Regions from separate parts of the Sus scrofa genome. Here regions 2, 3, 4 and 5 are each linked to region 1. A link is a contact called in public Hi-C and HiChIP or PLAC-seq data. All regions are on one chromosome and are shown on one strand. Each heading gives the region's core, a stretch centred on a gene start, on an enhancer-like site or on the middle of the called end of the contact. The rest is flanking DNA. Distances are from core to core; before and after follow the strand shown.

The links. Hi-C and Micro-C count contacts between places; a contact is called where the count stands out from the background. HiChIP or PLAC-seq counts read pairs in DNA pulled down with a chosen protein or histone mark.
Region 2: a contact with region 1 is called in an H3K27ac HiChIP or PLAC-seq map of skeletal muscle. The contact joins the enhancer-like site here to the promoter of IVNS1ABP in region 1. A contact is called at or near these places in 2 of 5 promoter capture datasets (fetal liver and fetal skeletal muscle), 8 of 47 Hi-C or Micro-C datasets (alveolar macrophages, blood, embryonic fibroblasts and 4 more) and 2 of 2 datasets of contacts at active chromatin or transcription factors (alveolar macrophages and skeletal muscle).
Region 3: a Hi-C map of liver shows a contact between it and region 1, with 2.2 times the contacts expected there. The contact joins the enhancer-like site here to the promoter of IVNS1ABP in region 1. A contact is called at or near these places in 2 of 5 promoter capture datasets (fetal skeletal muscle and liver), 4 of 47 Hi-C or Micro-C datasets (liver and skeletal muscle) and 1 of 2 datasets of contacts at active chromatin or transcription factors (skeletal muscle).
Region 4: an H3K27ac HiChIP or PLAC-seq map of skeletal muscle shows a contact between it and region 1. The contact joins the enhancer-like site here to the promoter of IVNS1ABP in region 1. A contact is called at or near these places in 1 of 5 promoter capture datasets (liver), 6 of 47 Hi-C or Micro-C datasets (embryonic fibroblasts, fibroblasts, heart right ventricle and 2 more) and 2 of 2 datasets of contacts at active chromatin or transcription factors (alveolar macrophages and skeletal muscle).
Region 5: an H3K27ac HiChIP or PLAC-seq map of alveolar macrophages shows a contact between it and region 1. The contact joins the promoter of TRMT1L here to the promoter of IVNS1ABP in region 1. A contact is called at or near these places in 1 of 5 promoter capture datasets (fetal liver), 4 of 47 Hi-C or Micro-C datasets (embryonic fibroblasts, fetal liver, heart right ventricle and 1 more) and 2 of 2 datasets of contacts at active chromatin or transcription factors (alveolar macrophages and skeletal muscle).

Annotation. Positions count from the first base shown.
Region 1 is chr9:126,478,246-126,480,863 of Sscrofa11.1, forward strand. It overlaps IVNS1ABP (influenza virus NS1A binding protein), which reads right to left and starts at 1,338. Exons shown (of 15, transcript NM_001161649.1): 1 at 1,054-1,338.
Region 2 is chr9:126,729,238-126,731,855 of Sscrofa11.1, forward strand. No RefSeq gene overlaps it. Among named protein-coding and RNA genes, the nearest start is that of HMCN1, 120 kb to the right of the region's middle. Within about 2 kb of position 1,319, at least 4 of the 83 cell types and tissues checked have an H3K27ac peak or open chromatin away from gene starts, as enhancers often do. A contact at or near this core is called in fetal skeletal muscle and skeletal muscle, where this site is marked.
Region 3 is chr9:126,682,332-126,684,949 of Sscrofa11.1, forward strand. No RefSeq gene overlaps it. Among named protein-coding and RNA genes, the nearest start is that of HMCN1, 170 kb to the right of the region's middle. Within about 2 kb of position 1,295, at least 12 of the 83 cell types and tissues checked have an H3K27ac peak or open chromatin away from gene starts, as enhancers often do. A contact at or near this core is called in liver and skeletal muscle, where this site is marked.
Region 4 is chr9:126,634,185-126,636,802 of Sscrofa11.1, forward strand. No RefSeq gene overlaps it. Among named protein-coding and RNA genes, the nearest start is that of IVNS1ABP, 160 kb to the left of the region's middle. Within about 2 kb of position 1,312, at least 15 of the 83 cell types and tissues checked have an H3K27ac peak or open chromatin away from gene starts, as enhancers often do. A contact at or near this core is called in alveolar macrophages, embryonic fibroblasts and skeletal muscle, where this site is marked.
Region 5 is chr9:126,345,970-126,348,587 of Sscrofa11.1, forward strand. TRMT1L (TRMT1-like protein) reads right to left here and starts at 1,307. Exons shown (of 16, transcript XM_021102636.1): 1 at 845-1,307. The coding sequence starts at 1,058. SWT1 (transcriptional protein SWT1) reads left to right here and starts at 1,224. Exons shown (of 19, transcript XM_013979933.2): 1 at 1,224-1,355.

The sequences.
Region 1 (2,618 bases), core at 88-2,587:
TAATCCTCCATCACTGACAAAAGACAGTAGAAAACAAAAATGAACCCTGCAGGCATCTGATTCATACTTACTAGTTTTTGAAACGTCAGCGGTTTCAAACAATAGATCTGTCTACGTTGACTTGAAGAAGTCAATTTATTTCTAAAGTATTTATGGTTCAAGTTTCCCTCTGTTAAACCCTCAATCTGATACAGCCTAATGCCTTCCTACCATCAAGAGCTTACAACCCGAGTCGCTTTGCAAGATGTGCAGAAAGACAGAAAAAGAGCAAACCTCTCTGACGATTTCGTTTGCAAAAAGTGGCGAGTCCCCCAGAGTGACTGTCTGGAGAGCCCTGCAGCCCCGGGCCTTCATCCCCGCGGGGCCCGGCCCGAGCCCACTACCGAAGGCTGCGAGGCGAGGCGCCCAGCGTCTGCACACCCCCGCCCGGGATTGGCCGGCCCCGCAGTCATTCAGCGCCGACACGTCAGGGGCAGCCGCTCCCTCCATCCTCCCGCCCCCTTCTCCCCGCGCTTGGCAAGAAGAGCGGGCAACGTGGAGCGGGAACAAAGGACCCCGCGGCCCACGGCGATTAGGGGTGCCACCCTACCCCAGGCCCGGGGCACCGATGGGGGTCCCTAGGCCAGCTCCCTGCCCGTACGCGCCGGGTCCTGGGAGGGCTCCGGAATAGAGTCCAGCCCTCGGGCAGACTCCTACACTGGGCGTCAGTCAGTTCATGACAGTAGAACGGAGATTCCCAAGCCCACCTTCCGGGTGGTCACCCCTGGCCAGCGGCGGCTAATCCCAGGTTTCCGCGGTCCCCACGAGCAAAAGCTTCTCTTTCCTCCCGCCCGACTCCCCGGCCACAGCGCTCTCCGGGGCGGCCCACACCCCGCCCTCGCCCGCCAGCGCGACCCAGCAACCACCGCAGCGCCGACTCCTCGCCCCTCGAGAGGGGGGCGGCGGCGGCTGGGGGCATCCTCCCCGGGACCCGGACACCGCGCCGCGCTACCTCCGGCTCCGAGCCCGGTCCCGCCCTCCTCCCCCGCCGTCGGCGGGAGCAGCGCGCATTACCTGGTTCATCTCTGAAGAGATGGAAAAACTCATCTCTGGAGCTTCAACGGGGAGCAGGAGGAAGCGAGCGGGACTCGGCCCAACGGAAAGCGCCTCGAGGCCGCGGCGGGGGGAGCGATCGAGCGGGGGAGACGGGCCACAGTCCGCGAAGGCTGCGAGGAGGGCGAGAGACGCCGGGGACTCGCGGGGACTCGCTCGCTCGCCGGCACAGCAGCGGAGAAGCCGCAGGGAGAGACACTGCGCCCAGCAGCTCGCAGCGACCGTCCTCCACGCGCGCCCGGGACACACTGCCGCCGCCACCCGCTCGCGCCGCACCCCCTCGCACGTCACCACGTGCGCCGCCGCAGCCGCCGCCGCCGCCGCCGCCAGCGCCTCCCGGGTGCTTCCGGTCCGAAGGCGTCGGCGAATGAGCGGCGAGCCCAGCCTTACTGCGCTCGGGGCCCCGCCCCTCTGGCCCCGCCCCCCTCTGGCCCCGCCCCGCCCCCGCCCTTCTCCCGCACCCGGCTCGGTTCCGTCCTGCGCGGTTCAACTAGGTCAGCGCAAGGTGATCCCTGGAAAGGGGGTGCTCCGAGCGCGCCGCTGGTCGCGTTCTCCCTCCTTCCGTCGCCCCGCACCCCCGCTTTGCCCTTTCGGACCGTCTGAGAACTGGTTCCCTCCGGCCACCCTCACCTGTTCTGCCATCCCCTGGAGGCACAATAGCCTGAGAGATTAGATGTGAGAGATTAGATTTCTCCGCGTTAAATATACATCTGGGCAACCGCCCTAGACTGGAGCTGGCCGCAGTGGACCTAAGAGTCTGTGGCTGCCCGTCGCCCTTATCTCTGGAGGAGGGTGATGGTGTGCGGGGGGGAGGCGTGGTGACTGAGGAGGAACAGAGGCGCGTTGACAGAAGGTTGAGAGGCTTCAGTAACTCAGAGAAAACAGCTAGAGAGGTCGGAGAAGGCATGTTTATGTCACTGTTGCTGTGAAAACCTGTTTACTTCTGCTTTTCGTCCCTGGGATTTGTTTTGTCTGGGTGCAGTTTTCCTCTCAGAGACTGAGTCAGTCCTCTGCTGGATCTGCCCTCTTGGAAAAAAAGAAAATCACATTGAGAACAGATAGCAACCCTCATTACCCACCACCACCACCACCACCACCACCCCTCACCCGGAAAGGCAGACCTTTAACGGGACGCGTGATATGTACCAGGCTCTGACAGCAACTTCAGACCGCTCTGAAGGGCACACTGGAAGGTTTTCTAGATTGAAGGTGAAGGGATTTAGTGAAGTAAATTTGTTTAGATTTTGGCAGAGGCTTCTAAGCTAATGTCCTGTTAGCACATCTTGATTTGATAAGGGCACTTACACCTGCCGGGTCTAATCTTGTTTGCATTGGATCCCTCTGCTTAATTAGTAGGAGCTCTTGTCATTGCTTCCTACCATTCTTTAGAAATGATAAGGAACGTGTGCTTACGGGAGCAGGAAAAATGTTGGGGCCCTTTACCTGCCTGAAGCTCTACAACTTTTTATTGTAAAATATTGAGACAAGGAGATTTGTGTTTGGTTTTGCTTCCAGTTCCATCGAGA
Region 2 (2,618 bases), core at 69-2,568, 250 kb after region 1:
ACTAAGCAGAACATTTAAGTCAGGCACGAACTAATCATCTTTCTAAGCTTATCCAGTGCTTTCTGCCAACTCCTGATTATGTGGGAGTTGCTGATCTGTTTTTCAAATTCTCTGGGGGTCTTCTAAGGTCATGTTCCATGCTAGGATTCTGGTTTCTTCACTTAAACAGAAGGCCCAGTTCCAGGCTGCTACTTCTAAAGAGAGCAAGAAAGAAATCCCCGCCCCTCCCTGTCCCCCAACTTCCTGAATCGTGAGAACCTGGTATAGGCTAGCTCTACCTTGGGTCCGATTAAGTGGCAACTAAAATACCTGTCCTTGGAAACTTTCCCTCAGGCTGAAGACCTCCTCTGGTGTATTCTATGCAGAGAATGTTGTCTCCAGAAAACCACTGTTAAAATAGCCGAGGGAGTGCCTGGACTGATCATTGGCATAGAGTAGATACTGAGTTCCCGGCTCAAGGCTTATATGCGTTTGTCCAATGGATAGATATTTCTTGTGGGAGAAGGTCTTGACTAAGTTTCCATAATGAGCTGACTGATGTGGACAGACGGTGTTTGTGCCCAGAGAGAGCATGGCTGGAGGAAGACATTTGTGAGGCAGATGGCAATGAAATAGAGGCAGTGGTGCTGCATGTCTGAGTACAGATGCAGAGAGCCCCACCAGGAATACTGAAGCAGGATCCTTGGAGCGTAGAGCCCAGGAATATGCATCCCCCCCCACCCCGCCAATGTCACAGGCTATTTAGACACAGCCACAGCTGGGAATTACTCCAACAAAAGGAAGTTTCCTAGAGCAGGTTTGAATGTAGTGCTTTCCGGATATGTGGAGACAATAAACGCATATTGACTGATGGACTGAATGAATACATTCATCATGGATGAGGTAGAACCTGAGTCCTTAATTGCCATTCCAGCCTTACTGCCCCCATTGCTTTCAAGCCAGGACATCCTGAGCAGCACTGCCAGAACCTCAGCTGTAATCTGGAGGAGAAGGAGAAGGCAGGAAGAACGAGGAGGAGACAAGCAGAAGATGACAATTGAAATAGCACCTTGGGATGTTTTAGGTTCCATCCAGCCTCCCCCCGCCTTCCCCAAAAAGAGGCAGATTGACATCCCATCTCCTCCAGCCAGCTCAACAGCATATGCATGATTGAAAGTAATTTATGGCTCCTTCCCAGACTCAGCCTCAGAGCAGGAAAGCTGACGTTAAAATGGTGCATGTGACAGAAACGTGGCCTTGCAGGACCCCCAAAGGAGCACCAAATCAGATCAGCTGTCCCTCATTAATCAAAAGTTGGCTGCAGCTCACTTGTCTATTTGGAACGAGTCTAGCTTTCCATCATCGTGGCAGAACAGCAGGTTCATGAATAAGATTTTAGCATGACACTGGGTACATGCTTGTTATTGTAATCTCTGCTTGTGAAATGAAATGTCTCAAAGGCCAAACGAAGTTCACGATCTGTAGTCCCACAGTTAGAATGCCTTGGCAACTTCTCTTTTATTCTTGGGTTGCTCTCCTTCCAGTGCAAGTTGTAGTGGGTCCTCAGTGAGTGTGTCCTCATGCCTTCAGCTGGACTCTGCAATGATAAGTCAGTCTTCAAGGAAGAAGCACTGGCACAGGGGAGAACTCGAGATCTGTGCTATTTAGTTAAGCACCATGCAGTGCAGAAATTCATTGAGACAGATAGTATTAACCCCAGTTTAAGGATGAAGAAACCACAGTTCCAAGATGTTCAGAAATTTGCCTGATTTTACATAGGCAATAATGGGGGGGGGGTAATTGGGGGTAGAGGGGAGGGGAGGGAGGGGAAGGCACAAAAAAAGAGAGGATTGTGAGAAAGTCAGTCATAAAGCAAGAGGAACAATGATATCGAAAAGAATGAGAAGAAGAAGTGCTAATTGAGTGCGGGGCGGGGGGGGGGGGGTGTCTTTTCTTTTTGCCATACCCGATTCCCCTGGAGTTCAGTTACAAATATATTTGAAGTTTTGATCAGTTATCTATATATATATACTCATTGCTGGTTTAGAGTCTTGTCTCTAAGTAACATATCCCCAGTCGGGGAAATTCTTTGGACAGAGAGAGCTGGCTAAGATCTGGTGCCAGATCAAACACAAGGGGAGTTAGGACCTGGCCAGGGGACCTGTCATGCTCTACTGCTGGTATCAAGTCAACACAGCCCAGTCTGGGTAAAACTGTCCCCTGCCCCAGCCCTTCCCTTGCTCACCAGGATGCATGAGGCTCCTGCACATTCCAGGAACCACCTGTCTCTGTCCTTCTCAGCCTGTCATTGCTCTATGCTCCTTGCTTCTCACTGCAGCCAGTTGGACCCCAAGTCACATCACATCACATGATACAGTCTAAAAAAAATTCTAATTGACAAGTGTTCCTGCCACACTTCTGCATGCTCAGCTATAGATAAAATAAATGTGGCAGGAAAGTATTTGAAATATTCATGATCTATTTCTTCTAGGATTTTCTTGTACATGTCGAACATTAAAAGTAACTTTAGGAGTTCCCTGGTGGCTCAGCAGGTTAAGGATCTGGTCTTGCCACTGCTGTGGGGTGGGTTCCATCCCTGGCCCAGGAACTCCTGCATGCCCAGGCATGGCCAAAAATTT
Region 3 (2,618 bases), core at 45-2,544, 200 kb after region 1:
TATTTTATTTTATGTTATTTGCTTTTTAGGTCTGCACCTGCAGCATATGGAAGTTCCCAGGCTAGGGGTCGAATAGGAGCTGCAGCAGCAGGACTACGCCACAGCGGACAGGGATACAGGATCCAAGCTGAGTCTGCGACCTACACCACAGCTCATGGCAACACCTGATCCTTCAACCCACTGAACGAGGCCAGGGATTGAACCTGCATCCTTATGGATCCTAGTCGGTTTGTTAACTGTTGAGCCACAAAGGGAACTCCATGTATTATAATATAAATGTAACATATAACACACACACACACAGTGGTTTTTAAAAATGACATCATAAAGAGATTACTAGATATCCTTTCAGATAATGGAGCCTCTGGGGACTGTCTGTCCTATAGAGCATGGATATTCAATTGCTCCAGAGGGAGCAAAATTATTTCTTTAGAGGTGGGGGAAAAACTTAGCTAATGCATGGTTTGTGGCTCTCCAAATTTCAGCTCTACTCAACAAACTCTTATTCCTTAGTATTTAATTTGGAGGAGGAGAGTGTTAGGTAAAAATGTCTAAAAAGTCTCCTTAGGAAGGTAATAATGAAAAAACTATTGAGGAGCATTGCTATATGAAACTTTGATTAGGATTTTTTTTAACTCCATAGTCAGTAGATAACTGACATTATTGTAAAGGCAAATAATTCTTGTCTATAGTCTTGCAAATGACTTCTGTGCAGTGGAGAGACCACCTCCATCCCCACTACCATCACCAAGAAAAAGCCAGGTTGTGTCCATCTGTAGGTTTACCACAGTGTTCATTAACCCCATGTAAATCTATGGTTCTTTAGCTTCTCCTTTGAGTCAGTTGAAACACTTGCCTGGTTCCCTCATTTAATAATAATGAGTTAAGTAATCATCTTTGACAACTGTATACTTTATATCTTATGAGGGTCATAGTTTTATCTTTTCAAAAAGAACAGTTCACAATTTCCACTGGTTTGTAACGATTCGCTTTCACTTGGCAGTATATCAAAATTCTTTCCATAACATTACATAGTTTGGAGATTGTAACTATTTACTAAATGAACAAGTCAATTTTAAATGATATTTTATTGTTGGAAAACAATGATTAATCATTTTATGAACAAGCGTAGATTCTTCTCTTAAAAAACACGGAGAATATGGGAAGCCATAAAGTGTGTCAAAAGCCTGTTACTTAATTTTTTTGGCATGCTGCGTGTTTGCCTTCAGTTCCACGTTGCCTTTTTTGAGGACGTGGGCCAGTGGACAGAGAGGCCAACACTATTTTCATGGCTCTGTTTGTTGACAGAAGGTTGCATGTGTCACTACTATGAATCTAAGATCATTTTGGGGACAGCACTGTGCCCTGGCCACCTCAGAGGTGCCCATGAGGTGTAGGACATTGAGTACAAGCCCATGCTTTACTTGGCTCAAGTGCTTGGTCAAGATTCCGGTTTGGCTTGCAATTGATTTCAGGAACGCGGTAAGGCCACTGTTTTTCTGGGCTCTGTGTTACATTGCCAACTCTTTATCCTCTTGGTATACAGACACCAACTTCTAACTCCTATATAAATGCTTTTTATAATTTAAAAATCTTAAAGTCTAAACAGAAGTTTTAGAACTGGATCCTGTTAGATTTATGTCTAATCTGTTAAACTCTTGTTAAGCCTGCCTCCCGTTGGACTTCCTTTGTGCTCCCTCCCTCAGTGTCTCAGTCTTTAAAACTGCCAAGTGAATGGGCAGCAAGTGCCAGTTCTTAGAATAATGTTTCTTACTTCCTTTCAGGAAACCAAATAAATAAATGTTTTATACACAGAGGGGAAGGCAAAAGGTAAGATAATATCAGTCCTACAAAGTGGATTCTAGTTATAGGACTGGGTAAGTGAGACAGAAGTCACCTCCCCCAGGATCCCATAAAAATTGTTATGAATCTGCAGCAGTGGTATAGCTAATCTGTTAACATTGTTTTCTCATTCTGTTGCAAAAAGTATAAAATGCAGCACTTTCAAGATCAACCAGCACTTTATAAAATGATGCCAAATTACCTCCAGAGGCAAGAAAGATGATCTAGATCTCTGATTTTAAAATTTCTAAGTTTTGACTTTGGGTAAAATCTGTTTAACGTTTTGGGATACAATCCTTTGGCAAATGTCTGCAATTCCTTTAGTAATCTCCCTGCCTACAGCAGCGGCTAAATGAAGCACTTGCTTTTTTATATGATAATGGCTTTTATCTTTATTATATAATCATATCCTGAAAATTAATACCAGTATAGCAACTCCATTAAAAACAAGCAGAGAAACTAGCCCTAAAGTCAAAATACCTATTACAAGCGTACCCAACCTCACTAACAACACAATTGCCAATTACAGTTGGGTGGGTTCATGTGTTTGTTTTAAAATCCTAACCATTTGTAGGTGTACAGTTCAGTGGCATAAAATACCTTCCCATCGTTGTGCAAAGAGCACCATCATCCATTTCCAGAACTTTCCGAGCTCTCCTCAGCCCCTGGCATGCACCATTGTACTCTCTGTTTCCATGAATTTGGACATTCTCGGTAACTCATATTAGAGAAATCATACAATATTTGTCCTTTTGTGACTGGCATATTTTTCTTAA
Region 4 (2,618 bases), core at 62-2,561, 160 kb after region 1:
ACGTAATGTCAGCACCCTTCTCAGTGCATCCTAACGTGTGATTCATGAGGCAGTATCCCATTAGCGGTCATATTTATTAAGAACACTTGGTTAGGATGGTATCTGCTGGGTTTTTCTTCTAAAAAGTTACTATTTTTCCCTTTGTTATTAATAAGTATCTTGGGGGAGATATTTTGAGACCTTGCAAATATCCTGTTTCCCTTCAAACTTCACCCACTAATATTAGCATCTATCTGTGGGTTCTGCCTATGGTAATTATTGCTGTGGTGTTCTAACAGTGACTTTCTATTTCCCTTGTTTCTTTTACTTTTATTAATTAGAATTTTTCTGTAAGGGAGAATTGTCTTTTCTCCTCAGTTTATTTATTTCTTTGTTTCGGTGTGGACTCATTTATTTTACTCTATGGGTTATAATCCAGTACTATTATTATTTGTTTTGTTGCTCAAAGAGTTCTGGCTCAGTACCATTGACTCATTTCTACACACCTCTGGCCTTATAAAGCAAAATTTATTTGGGTTTTTTCCTTCCTCTAGTTTTATTCTAAAAGTGTGTATGTTTCTATTGGGTATGTCGGATGAGATGGACATAGGGTTGGTAAAGTCTCATAGAAGCTAAAGTGTCCTGTTGGGTCTTGAGACCATCCAAGACTTCTTTAAGGTGGAAGAAGCCTTGGAGATAGGGAAAGTGAGTGCTTTGAGTCATATGGTTGTTGCTAATTTGTTTGCTGTGAGCAGGGTCCCAAGTGATGCTTTGATTGCAGCTATGGGCAACAGCATAACACATGTCATCTCAAAGATCCTGAAATTAATACCTGATAGAAGAGCTAGGAGTCCCAAGTTCTCACTTCCAACCCAGTACTATTTCTGTGTTCTTGAGTGAGCTTGCAGCTGACTATGGCACTTCTGAGGATATACCATCTGGTGGTCTCAGCTCTGTGGATTTTGAAACACAAGGAAAGATGGAAAGAGAGGTAGCTTCCTGGGGGTGTGTAAACTTTACTAAAGTGATCGTTTTCATTGGGGAGAGGAGTGATACTTCCAATTAAGGAGTGCTTTGTGCCTTGGATAAAATGGGTGTTTGTGTCAAGGGCCATGGTGTTGGATCACCTTCTCACCACTTGCTTAGCTCTCACTCAGCTGCCTTCTTGTTGTCACCTGATACAACTGGCTGAATAGCTTCTAATCCCTGTGTTCTTGTCCATGACTAACCAGCACGTCTCTTGCTGGATTAGTCTTCAGGGATCACAGGACAGCTTGGCTTCTTCCTCCCTCCAGCAATGTACTGCTAATGCCAGCTCTGGGGAACTTGGTGTAATGCAATACAGATACTTGGAATCGCTGACTCACTTCACAGTGATGTCTATGCCTGTGAATGAGAGGGAGCGGCATGGAAGCAAAACTGTCTTTAAGGATATTACTAGACGTTTTAGACGCTCCAGTCTTTGCTGCATTTGTGTTAAATGTTTTGCCAAGTCACAAATCCAAGTTAAGAAGAATTTTCTGATACCAAGGATTGAGATAAGTAAATGAGATATTCGCCATGAGATCATTTTGGTGAGAGTGGTTTAGATCAAATTAATAGCCCTTGAATCATTTCTTGCTATGCATGTGGATTCTTTTCTTCAGTATTTTCTGTTTCATTTTTTTTTTCTTTTTTTGTCTTTTTGCCATTTCTTGGGCTGCTTCCACGGCATATGGAGGTTTCCAGGCTAGGGGTCGAATCGGAGCTGTAGCCATTGGCCTATGCCAGAGCCACAGCAACGTGGAAATCCAAGCCGTGTCTGTGACCTACACCACAGCTCACGGCAATGCCGGATCCTTAACCCACTGAGCAAGGGCAGGGACCGAACCCGCAACCTCATGGTTCCTAGTCGGATTCGTTAACCACTGTGCCACGACGGGAACTCCTAACTATTCAGTTTTAGATGGATATGCTGCTCATTTGATCCAGTTTAGACCCTATTTCATAACTAAATGTGCAAGGCTGAAGGGAGCTCTGAGGCCCATGGTGGGCAGAGAACATGCAGTGCTGGAGAGGTGAGCGGCTCGACTCCCTTATTGCCAGCTGATTGTCTTTGATTCCTCTTTTTCTATAAAGAAGACTCCTACACATAAATCCCTATTGTCTAGAAAGCTTTATTCTTTCAAATGTATTTATTAATCTTGTTCCTATCTGCCAGGTGTTGTGCCAGTATAGCTGGGAATACACTCATGAACAAGGTGGCCTTGATCTCGTGGAACTTAAGATCTCCAGCAGCACAGCCCAATGGAAATATAATGTGTGCACATGTGACTTAACACTTTCTAGTAGCTACATTTCAAAAGGTAGAAATGGAGTTCCTATTGTGGCTCAGCAGGTTAAGGACCCAGTGAGTATGTGGTTTCAATTGCTGGCCTTGCTCCGTGGGTGAAAGATCTGGAGTTGCCACAAACTGTGGCATAGGTTGCAATAGCTGCTCCGACCCCATGTTGCTGTGGCTATGGCATAGGCCCCAGCTACAGATCTGATTTGACCCCTGGCCCAGGAACTTCCTTATGCCACAGATACAGCCCTAAAAAGAAAAAAAAAAAAAAGGTAAAAAGAAGCAAGCAGATGAAATAAATTTTATTTCTATATTT
Region 5 (2,618 bases), core at 57-2,556, 130 kb before region 1:
AGAAATGCCTAAGATATTTCGTTATAATTCAGAAAGAGCATAAGGGTCAATTTCAGGACAAAAATTTTAAAAGAAAACTTGCTTAGATTTTACATTAAAAATGTTCAGAAGATTCTTAACAGTGAGTTACTCATCAATCTTTTAAATTCCTTTACGGTCCAATAAAGCACCACTTAGAAAACATGCACGCACATTCAGAAGCACAATAATATAGGCTGTTAATTTTCAACAGCGGACTTGCGAGGAAAAAACGAACTCAATAGGTATTTACGACTGAGGGAAGACATTTGTAATTTAGTCGATTCTTTCTTAAATCACTCATCAGCCTCAAATTCTTTTTGGAAGCAAACAGCTACAAAGAATGAAATAATGAGAAAAACCCATCTCTTGTCTATGTTGAGGCATAAAAGCTAATCAGCACCGGTTTATATATGTTGGCAGTCAGAGTCTGCTACAGTGAACAGGTTGCCTCGGTGACTATTTCATATTTTGAAGGACTTAGTGAACGGGGCTGCGAGGGAAACTACCCAATTAGGTGTAGTTTCTTATTTTTGTACCAGAAATAGGTCCCCTTTAATCAAGAAGCCCCCAATCTCATTACTTCCTTCTGTCCGTAGCACCCTTGGCCTCCGCATATGCTTCACTGTGAGGTCCCCGAGGTTTGCGGCGATGCCTTCCCCCATCCAGTGCCCGTTTTACCCGCTACAGGGTCCCTCCTTCCTTCCCCCATTTCTCTAAATTCGCCTTTTCTCATCAAAGCCACCCCAGTGAAGAAGGGCCTCCCGTACTCCCCAGCAAGGCGCACTTCTGCTGCAGCAGAAAGAGCTGGGCCTCCGGCACTTACTGCTTTCAGCCTCGTCAGGGGCAGAGGCTAGGGACGGGGACAGGGCCGGAGCCTGGGCCAGGGCAGGGGCTGGGACGGGAGCCGAGGCCGGCGCTGGAGCCGAGTCCGGTGCCGGGGCCGAGGCCGGAGCCGAATCCAGGGCCGGGGTCGGGACCTGGCCCTGGGCCCCCTCCACCTCCTCCTTCTCCTGGGGCAGCAGCTCCTCCTCCGCCATATTCTCCGTAGTTACCGCCTCCGTGCCAGGCCCGCCCCGGGACCAGGAGGGGCTCACGGCGGGGTGAGAGAACTGGCGTGAACGCCCAGAGGACGGATCCGAGGAGTGGGGCAGCAAAAGGGGAGGGCAGGATGCGGGCAACAGACAAAAGACGAAGAACCAGTGACCCAATCCTGTCAGCAGAAAAATAAAAAGCCAGAGCCGGCGATTCACGGTCCCGTCCGCTTCCTTTTCCCCGAGGCGTAACGACGTCAGCGCACACTGCGCAGGAGCGTGCTGGGGACGGCGTCCAATGAGGTAAGAAAGTGTTGTTTCCACGCTGCGTCTCCTTTCCAGCCGCCCACCCCCGAACCCAACCAGGACTGCACTACCCAGGGTGCACTGCGCCTCCGAGGTGGGGCGGAGCCGCGTTCCCAGTCCGGCGAGGACGTACGTGCAAAGCTAAACAAACGCCCGGAGAGTTCGAGCGGTAGCCTGCGTACGAGCGCAGAACTACATTTCCCACCGGGCATCGGGCTCGGGGTCCCTTCCCCTCGGGGTCCCTTCCCCTGGCCTGGGCGTCCCAAGTGGCCACCGCCGCCGCCGCCAGCGCCGGTAAGTTAAGGTAGGGAGCTGGGGGGCTCGTTGACGTTTCGCTGGGCGGACTCCCCGCCTGCCTCAGGTGCCCTAGTGGGCGGCCGACGGGACGGAGGGATTCCGGGGCCCCTCGAGTCTGGGCGGGGCCACTGTGGGCGGACCGGGGTTGAGCCTGCTTTCCGAAGGGTGTGGTTCTGGCCCGGCCCTGCCTTTGGGGGGCTCCCCCTTGCTGAGGAGTAGGCTTTGGTCAGTTCGTTCCCGAGCCTGTGGGTTTAGGAGGTTTACGAGCCGCCGACGAAGCTCACCTTTCACTCTGGTTGACTTGAAGTTGGAGGGTCTGCCCTTCGTTTCGCACCCTCATCTGACCCGCAGACTCTTTTCCTTTTATCTTTATTTTTGTTTTAACTTAGCTAGTCCCAGTATCAGCGCTGCGCTATGGTTGTAAAATTCCTGTGAATCGGGTATTGCGTTTTTGGGTGGGTGCCCTACCTTAGTTTAGGCTTTTAATGCCCAGAGCTCGTCAGTGTGTGGAGCTCGGGGCGCTTGACTAACGCGATTCAGATTCCACAAGGCAAATGCTCTAGCGTTCTCTGGTTCCCACACTTCTCTTCCCTTTACTCTCGGAGCCTGTGGGAGCTTAAGCCGCGCTCCTTCAAGACAGGGGTAGACGGGGAAAATCTGGATTTTCTGGCTGCTCTGCCAGGGATTTTCCGAATGTTAGTGGCAGCAAGGAAGGAAAGCGAAGCTGCTTTTAATTTCGGTGCAAGACTCGCACTTCCTGTTCGGTTCCTCGTTAATAAAACAGATACTTAATGCCAATTTCATGGGTCTGTTTATTTCCTACTTGTTTCAGTACCCAGGGGAGAGGAATTGTGATTATTTGGCAAACAGGAATTTGTCCCCCAGCGCCCCCCCCCCCGCAAAATTTGGAAGTTATGTGGAGGGGTCTTTCCCCCCCACCCCACAATCAGATTAGTGGAAACG